Linked DNA regions of Oncorhynchus mykiss: region 2 is linked to region 1. A link is a contact called in public Hi-C data. All regions are on one chromosome and are shown on one strand. Each heading gives the region's core, a stretch centred on a gene start, on an enhancer-like site or on the middle of the called end of the contact. The rest is flanking DNA. Distances are from core to core; before and after follow the strand shown. Region 1 holds the start of LOC110510057 (palmitoyltransferase ZDHHC20). Region 2 holds the start of si:ch211-114c12.2 (serine/arginine repetitive matrix protein 1).

The links. A called contact is a pair of places that touch in the nucleus more often than the background predicts.
Region 2: a Hi-C map of liver shows a contact between it and region 1, with 3 times the contacts expected there. The contact joins the promoter of si:ch211-114c12.2 here to the promoter of LOC110510057 in region 1. A contact is called at or near these places in 2 of 3 Hi-C or Micro-C datasets (blood and liver).

The regions. Positions count from the first base shown.
Region 1 is chrY:32,165,208-32,169,778 of USDA_OmykA_1.1, reverse strand. LOC110510057 (palmitoyltransferase ZDHHC20) reads right to left here and starts at 2,478. Exons shown (of 13, transcript XM_036967701.1): 1 at 1,791-2,478; 2 at 1,287-1,313. The coding sequence starts at 1,817.
Region 2 is chrY:32,293,825-32,298,395 of USDA_OmykA_1.1, reverse strand. si:ch211-114c12.2 (serine/arginine repetitive matrix protein 1) reads left to right here and starts at 1,970. Exons shown (of 9, transcript XM_021591366.2): 1 at 1,970-2,246; 2 at 3,138-3,199; 3 at 3,377-4,090; 4 at 4,421-4,571. The coding sequence starts at 3,159.

The DNA of each region.
Region 1 (4,571 bases), core at 1,229-3,728:
CTTCACAACCATATGCTCTCACACACTCCTATGTGAACATCTGCTGTACAGTGTAATTACAGAGCGCCTAGGGAACCACCCAGCCCAGTGCCCACTCCCCTGGCATTGTGGTGTAGCATCTCACGGGAGGCAGAATTAGTACTACTGGTGAAGACAGATACACTGTGTATTAGGGCCGTCTCCGACGAAAATCTTGACTGACCGAAAGTAGTCTGTACTTATGACCATTCGTAATTTGAAAACATGCATTTTCCCATATATAGACACACCATATGTTTGAATGAAATCAACTATATGTTGGCTACTGAGCTTGTCTGATGCTTTAAGCATTGTGATTAAAAATTAAGAAACAAATGACTCAAGTGGGAGCCAGAGATCAAGATAGCCTAACCAGAAGCAGAAGACTGTAATAGGCTACACCAGCGGTCAGTAACATTTTCCATTTGGAGTGCCAAGTTATCCTACCATTTCTACTGATCTGGATGCCAGTTACGATTTACATTTGCACATTTTAATTTGTAATAAAGTCTATATATCTCAGAATCAATGTCATGTGGTTAATCAATATTCTATCTAAATGAAAATTATACAAATCTAAAAGTAACTTTATCGCCATTGCCAATATGTAAAAAGCCAACAAACAAAAACATAGCAGCCCGCAGGAAGAAAATATCCTGATAAAAATAAATATCCTATAAATCACATTGGCTACAAATGGCCTGTCTGTAAGGAACTTGAAACATTGTATCAACTATTAATTTGGTCCGAGCTAGCAAACTTGCAACATTGTATAAAATATTCTGGGCCATATCCTGAGCTAGTGAGATGCGGTAAGTAGTAATTGGGTAGGCCTATTTTACGACGTTTCCATAGGAAACAGAAATTTCCATAACCAAACAATGGATTAGTCCACTCAGACAGGCGTCTCGTGTGCCATACATTTAAAAAATACATATACTTGCCACCACCCCACAAAAAAAATATCAGCCTTACAGCCTTTTCGACCAGTAGACTAAATTGGGTCAGCCCTACTCTGTATACCTCTTTAGAGGGGCTGGCAGGCCTACTGCAGATAGTCTTCCAGTAGGACCAGATAAACATGATGAAGAACAGGTGGAAGACAACCAGGTATGATACTGTTGGAGAGAGGGAGCAAGAATAAAAAACAACCAGGTATGATACTGTTGGAGAGAGGGAGCAAGAACAAAAAACAACCAGGTATACAATAGAGTTTGTGTGATCAAAGACAGTTGTGAAAGCACCAAATGTTTCTGAATGTTACTTACTTTTTTCTGCATTATTTGGGATTGTAACTGAAACAGACAAAGTACACACAGAGAGAGAAAATAGGAGTTTAGAGAGGGCATCTGATTGATGCGTCTGCAGAGTTACAGTACTACAGTAGTATGCTCACATCTACAGACCCCCTCCTCTCACCCCCCAGCGGTAGCCTGGCACTACCAGTGGGGGACCCACCCATCACAGAATGCTTTGTTTGCCCTGCTGAAGGGATGCCCCTGATTACAGCCACTCACTGACTGACTGACTGACAGACATGCATGTCATTGTACTATCAGCAGCAGAAACAGGCTAAAACAGGGTTCTATCTATGAGCGTGATTGGCTATCCGCAACAAAGTAGTCTTTCACTGTTTCACCTGTTCTCGTCCCACCACATTTCTGTACTGTTTCCCGAATCCTACACATTCTCCAGCTGGGCAGTCAAGCAACTTTGTTTCAATGAGGAAACAAACACCGTTAATCATCCAAAAACGATAATTGTATACTTACAGATACAGAGTTCCACGACGTATGCATAATAAGACCAGCCAACGACCAGGTTGATGAAAATAACAGGTATCCAAGCTAAACTCCGTTGACAGCACTTTAGTACATGATGCGGAGCCATCTTTAATCCTGCGGAAAATAGTGGTGTGACGTCAAAGCTCCAGTTTTTTGACTGAACCGAAGATGATCTATTATATTGACAAGATAGTCGAGTAGCTGCTCTAACAAATGACTGAAAAATGGAAATACATGTCCTCAAAGATGGAAGGCAAACGGGAGGAGTCAATATCAGGTGGGACCATTCTAGCCAATCAGAAAGGGAAGATACGCGAGTGAACAACACGCACAGCTCCAATATAAATGTAGTAGTTTTTTCCCAAATTGCCGAAACGCCACGTGCGGCCACTTATATAGTGCATTCGTAACAACCTCACAATTACGAAACGTGTATTCGATCAAATAAGCCTCACGTGGAAAATTAGCAGTTACATTTTTTGCTCGACCAAATTCGACACTGTCTCACAGACACAGACCTCCATACAAGAATCCGTCACTTCGTGGACAGATTTTGGGCAGAGTAATGCCGCGTTCAAAACCACTGGGAGTTTGGGACTCGGAAATCTCCGAATTTAGTCTGTTCAAAACAACTGGGAACTTGGAGAAAAAATACGAGCTCCGACTGGGAAAACCCGATTCGAATAGTCATCCAACTCGGAATTTCCATCCTGAAGATCAAGATGATTTGACCTCGTATTATTTTGAGTTCCCAGTTGATATGAACGCGGCATCAACCCTTTCGCTTCACCACTTCCTTTCTCACTGAACAATGAACGCCTCTTCTCCATCAGATTAATTCACCACACATCTGTACAGCTGTGAACTGGTAGGCCATGGAGACTGGACGTGAATTGACGATCTTATTAAATTACCGAATTGTGTGGGGGTGGGTGATTCTAATAAATTACTATTGCAATGTCTGCTTGTGTTCATTGTTTGAAAAGGCTTCTTAAGTTTGTAATTTCCACTTTAAAACGTCAGACTTGATTTCCATAAGGAAACATTTATCAACCCCTACAAAAAATGTTCATTAATTATAATCCACTTAATAATTCACATTTCCTGTTCCTGCAAAATTATTTCCCTGCTGTAGCAAACTGGCTCAAATTAAGATCTTCTGTCTGTAAGCCTAATACAGGGGTCTTCAACCTTGTCTTGCCCAGGGAGCCTGGCATACGGTGACCCAGAGACCCCATCATACTTTATCAATTCATTTTTTAATGTCTTGTCTTATCATCAGCAACAAAAAGTTTGAAACATTTTAAAATGAATAGATTTGGGGTGGCAGGGTAGCCTATTGGTTAGAGTGTTGGACTAGTAACTGGAAGGTTGCAAGTTCAAACCCCTGAGCTGACAAGGTACAAATCTGTCGTTCTGCCCCTGAACAGGCAGTTAACCCACTGTTCCTAGGCCGTCATTGAAAATAAGAATTTGTTCTTAACTGACTTGCCTAGTGAAATAAAGGTAAAATTATTTTGACATTCTAATTGGAAGAGGAGGTGTAAAACTCTAACATAGCCTATTATCTAGAAAGGTAACTCCAAACCCATGTTCGCTAAGAGCAGTTGTTTAGGCCAGTTGTTTAGGCCAATGAAAGCTTACCAGCAGCCGGTGGCACTTCCCGCACTGGTAGCCTATTCTCGGATGCTTTTTCAAGGCCTATGTCAGATATTCCAGTGAGTGTAATTGGCTCCAATGAGTGTAGTTTGCTCAATATTAGTAGTTGATAAATAAAGTTGACATCATTAGAATATATTCTCCTCTTTTCTACTGTAGGTATGTTGCTAGCGATATAAAAAAAAACACAAAAAAAACACTGAAAATAAAATATTATTTATATTATTTTATAGGACCCACTACAGTATCTTCGTGGACCCCCAGTTGAAAACCCCTGGCCTAGACCACATGAGAATGGATAACATGTTTTATATGCTTCACCTCATGTGTCAGTTTATGACCTGGTTGCCAAACTTGCCATATTTGTTTGGAGATAAGAGATAGGCTGTGCCGGGTACCTACTGTTTCTTTTTATTTTAATATGCAAATGTTGTTTATTTCTGAGGTCAATTTGTGTACGATTATAATTTGTCACATGTTAGCCCCAGCTTCACATGGCCAAACCCTACAGCCTTACTCAAGCTGAGATGAGCTATTATATATATTATTTTATTGGCCAAAGTACAGTGCTCCTACCTAGAAACAGGCAATGCAAATAGTCTGGGTAGCCATTTGATTAGCTGTTCAGGAGTCTTATGGTTCGGGGGTAGAAGCTGTTTAGAAGCCTCATGGACCTAGACTTGGCGCTCCAGTACCGCTTGCCGTGCAGTAGCAGAGAGAACAGTCTATGACTAGGGTGGCTGGAGTCTTGGTATAGAGGTCCTGGATGGCAGGAAGCTTGGCCCCGGTGATGTACTGGGTCCGTACTCACCACGCTCTGTAGTGCCTTGCGGTCGGGGGCCGAGCAGTTGCCATACCAGGCAGTGATGCAACCCGTCAGGATGCTCTTGATGGTGCAGCTGTAAAGCCTTTTGAGGATCTGAGGACCAAGGCCAAATCTTTTCAGTCTCCTGAGGGGGATAGGTTTTGTCGTGCCCTCTTCACAACTGTCTTGGTGTGCTTGGACCATGTTAGTTTGTTGGTGATGGGACACCAAGGAACTTGAAGCTCTCAATCTGCTCCACTACAGCCCCGTCTATGAGAATGGGGGCATGCTCGGTCCTTCTTTTC
Region 2 (4,571 bases), core at 721-3,220, 130 kb before region 1:
AGCCCAGATGCTCCTCCCTCTTTTTCCCCTGCCCCGCTACAAAGTTTCTCCCTGCAGGTGGTCACTGAGTCCGAGGTGCTAAAGGAGCTCCTTAAACTTATCTATAGTATTATCTCTGGTATGAAATCTGGTTTCCTCTTAGGTTATGGATGTGTCACTGCAACCTTAAAGGTCCTAAATTATGTCACCATTGCACTTGATTCTAAGCAATGGTGTGCTGCCATTTTTATTGACTTGGACAAAGCTTTTGATACTGTAGACCATTCCATTCATGTGGGCCTGCTAAGGAGTTTTGGTATCTCTGAGGGGTCTTTGGCCTGGTTTGCTAACTACCTCTCTCAAAGAGTGCAGTGTATAAAGTCCGAACATCTGCTGTCTCAGCCACTGCCTGTCACCAAGGGAGTACGCCAAGGCTAAATCCTAGGCCCCATGCTCTTCTCAATTTACATCAACAACATAGCTCAGGCAGTAGGAAGCTCTCTCATCCATTTATATGCAGATGATGCAGTCTTATACTCAGCTGGCCCCTCCCCAGATGTTGTGTTAAACACTATACAACAAAGCTTTCTTAGTGTCCAACCAGCTTTCTCTTCCCTTAACCTTCCCTTAACCTTCAAAACAAGGGCCATGTGGTTTGGTAAGAAGAATGCCCCTCTCCCCACCTGTGTGATTACGACCTCTGAGGGTTTAGAGCAAGTACTTGGGAGTATGGCTAGACTGTCCTTCTCTCAGCACATATCAAAGCTGCAGGCTATGGTTAAATCTACACTTGGTTTCCTCTATCGTAATCGCTCCTCTTTCACGCCAGCTGCCAAACTAACCCTGATTCAGATGACCATCCTACCCATGCTAGATTTTGGAGACGTAATTTATAGATCGGCAGGTAAGGGTGCTCGAGCGGCTAGATGTTCTTTACCATTTGGCCATCAGATCTGTCACCACTGCTCCTTATAGGACACATCACTAGACTCTATACTCCTCTGTAAACATCTCTGTATACCTGTTGCAAGACCCACTGAATGATGCTTATTTATAAAACCCTCTTAGGCCTCACTACTCTGTATCTGAGAAACCTACTGCAGCCATCATCCTCCACATACAACACCCATTCTGCCAGTCACATTCTGTTAAAGGTCCCCAAAGCACAAACATCCTTGGGTCGCTCCTCTTTACAGTTCGCTGCAGCTAGCAACTGGAATGAGCTGCAAAAAACACTCAAACTGGACAGTTTTTTTCCACCTCTTTGTTCAAAGACTCGATCATGGACACTCTTACTCACAGTTGTGGCTGCTTCATGTGATGTATTGTTGTCTCTACCTTCTTGCCCTTTGGGCTGTTGTCTGTGCCCAATAATGTTTATACCATGTTGTGGTGCTGCCATGTTGTGTTGCTACCATGTTGTTGACATATTGTGTTGCTATCATGCTGTGTTGTCATGTGTTGCTGTCATGCTATGTTGTTATCATAGGTCTCTCTGTTGTGGTGTCTCTTTTGTCGTGATGTGTGTTTTGTCCTATCTTTTTTTTTTATTATCCCACCCCCTGCAGGAGGCCTTTTGGTAGGCCATCATAAATAAGAATTTGTTCTGAACTGACTTGCCTAGGTAAATAAAGGTTAACTAAAATAAAATAAAAGTGACTTGAATTGGAAGGTGACAGAAGGTATGGAATGGATTTTTTTTTTATGTGTGTATTTTGTATGATGTCAGCTTTCCCACTTTTTTACTACAATGGATATTTTTTTCTATAGGACCGCCATAACACCATAGAAGAAGAAAGTTTCTGAGTGACCGTTTACACAAAGATGTTAATAACTAAACCAAGATAAACCACAACCCATCGTTTCAAATGGGAACAAGTGAGTAAGAGTGGGCGGAACAAGCAAGGAGGTTGGCAGTGCTAATCACAATTTAGCGAGATTTTATTGGAGTATTTCCGTTAGGGGACGCCTACTCTGAAGTGCGCGTGTGCAATAACTCAATTCGCCTATGCACTCCTATACAACGCAATTAGTTTTTTTCCTTTGGCAAAGGGTACATTTGACAAAAATTAGTCCACTCTGTTTTGGGAACTGAAAACTGTATTGAGATCAGATGTTTTAATCGATGAGATGATTAGCAGGACGTCGGCCAAAATTCATCTCGTTCCATCTTCTGTAGTGAGTGTAAACGCCAAGCGGATTGCTTCACATCTGGTGAAATATGTCTCATTGTTCTAACTGTGCCTCAAGCGTTTGCAGCACTGAGGGTTAGTTATACAAATATTTGACTGGGTATAATAAGATTTGCAGCGGCACACCCTCCACCATATCTTTTTTTGTTGTTGCACATTTGTATGTCATTTAACTTTAGTACAGTATTTTCGTTTCGACGGATCTGACTGTAGAAGAACGAAGGCGTTTAGTGTCGGTTACAAAATTGAAAGGTAAATTACTATTAAAATGTCCCATTACAAACAACTAGTTTTACGTGGTGGTATGCAAATCAACTTTATAGAGACGTCGTTAGCTGGTAGCTAGTTAACGTTAGCCAACACAGGCTTTGGGAGTTTAGCTAGCGGGAACGTACAGTGTAACACTGGCCTCTTAAATTATATTCAATAACAGATGGCTATTTAATCATGTAAACCGCAACGTTTGTTTATTAACGCGAGCCAACTAATGTTAGTTGACTTAGTTAGCTAGGTGGACTTGTTTTGCGAGACGATATCAAAATATAACGTTACTGATATAACATGGCCTACTATAGTCGAAGTTGTTTGGTACACTGCGTTTAGTCATAACATCATCCCACATTTCCCTCCACTCGTAGATCTCAATTTTTATCAGATGACGAACTACTTTTTATAGCAGCTGTTACATAACGTTACAACTTTAACTAGCTAATTAGATACATTCGCACAGTTCTGACAACCCGGGGTAGCTAACGTTAGCTAGCTAACAAGCTACCGGCTAACATGTGCCCTTTTAAAATGGCCGCAAGGGTCGTAAAGGTTCAGCTAGGTACTTATTTATTCGAGTGTGTCACGTCAGTAGCTAACCAGCTATAGTTTCGCAAAATCGGCTAGCTAGTTAGGCATATTTTTTTTACCACTAACTGGCACCTCTGTCAATGCAAAAACGTTATTTCTTGTCTGCAGATTATTCAGTGTATCCCAAAGATGGTCAGACCTTACTCCGGACCTCCTCGGTTCAAACCCAGGTATGTGCAGAGTTACAACAAAAGGGGCAGTGTATACTAATTAATAATTGGTGATGTCAATTAATTTGGATTTTAGTCTATTTTACTTGTGTAGACTATATATTGATAATGATATAAATAACATTAATTGTGTGGGTGTTTCAAGTTTCTTCAAGACTTTGTTTTGTTATTCAACAGGCCCTACTCTGATGGCTACAACATGCCATATGAAGAGAATTACAGCCCCCACCCCAGGAGTCAGAGAGGATTCCGGGGCCACTCAGGAAAGGTCCCTCCAAGCTGGAGAGATTCCAGAGGCAGAGGACGTGCTCACTTTGCCAAAAGGCCCCCACTGATGGGAGAACGGAGGCCCCCACTGATGGGAGAACGGAGGGAGCGACCTTTCAATCAGTGGAGGTCCCAAAACCAGGATTCCTTCAACACATACCCCTCCCAAACGGAGCCCCATCATGGCCACAGGAGGCCTTCCCCTTCCGGGCCAAACCGTCCCCCCCCAGCTCAGCATAGGTCCTCCCCTCATACTCCTGGACAAGGGCCCCAGGGCCAGAGGGGTGCACTTATCCATGGAAACCACTCAGGTTACAGATCCCCCTCACCACGCCATTATCATAACCAACCTCCTGACAGGAGGCCACAACCCTCACAGTCCCCCCACAGTTCCTTCAGGGGCCCTCACAAGCGCCCAAGTCCGTCTCACGAAGAGGACAGGAGCTGGGGTGTCCGGCCGCCTTATAGTCCCAGGGAGAGGCAGTTTGAGCGCCCAGGTCGCGGGGGGATGCGCTGGAATGGGCCAGGGCCCATTCCCCGACCACACAATGGTGAACGTGGGCCCTCTGGCTCCCCCCAGAGAAAGCTACGGGATTTTCATGGCAGAGGTCCTTATCCAGAGAGGTACAGGAGTGAAGATACAGTATGGGCTGGGTAATATAAATGGAGGGGGAAAAGTGTAAACTCACGTAGTCCTCTGCGTCAGAGGTCAAAATTATCGTTCAGTATTACAATGCTGATAAACAGTAAAATGCCGTGATCTGATGTTATTACACTACTAGTCACCTGCCACTGGAAAGTATATGCTCTCTGAAGGTTTTACTCTCCTACCTGTATCATGGCATAATGGTGAAGGGGCAGCATAAAGGAAAGCTAAACCTCCGTTTCCCACTTCACACGATAATGGATCTTCCAATGTAATCATTTTTTGTATTGTTTGTGATGGATGTGCAGGTGGTCTGCTGAGCAAGATCCCAGGCAGCAGCATGGAGTGGTGGGAAGGGAGCGGGAGGGCAGCGGACGCCGCAGCACTGAGTGGGCACAGGAAGGCAGCCCTCCCCACAGATCCCCCACATGGAAAGGAGGTTGGTCGTCGTCCTCTTTC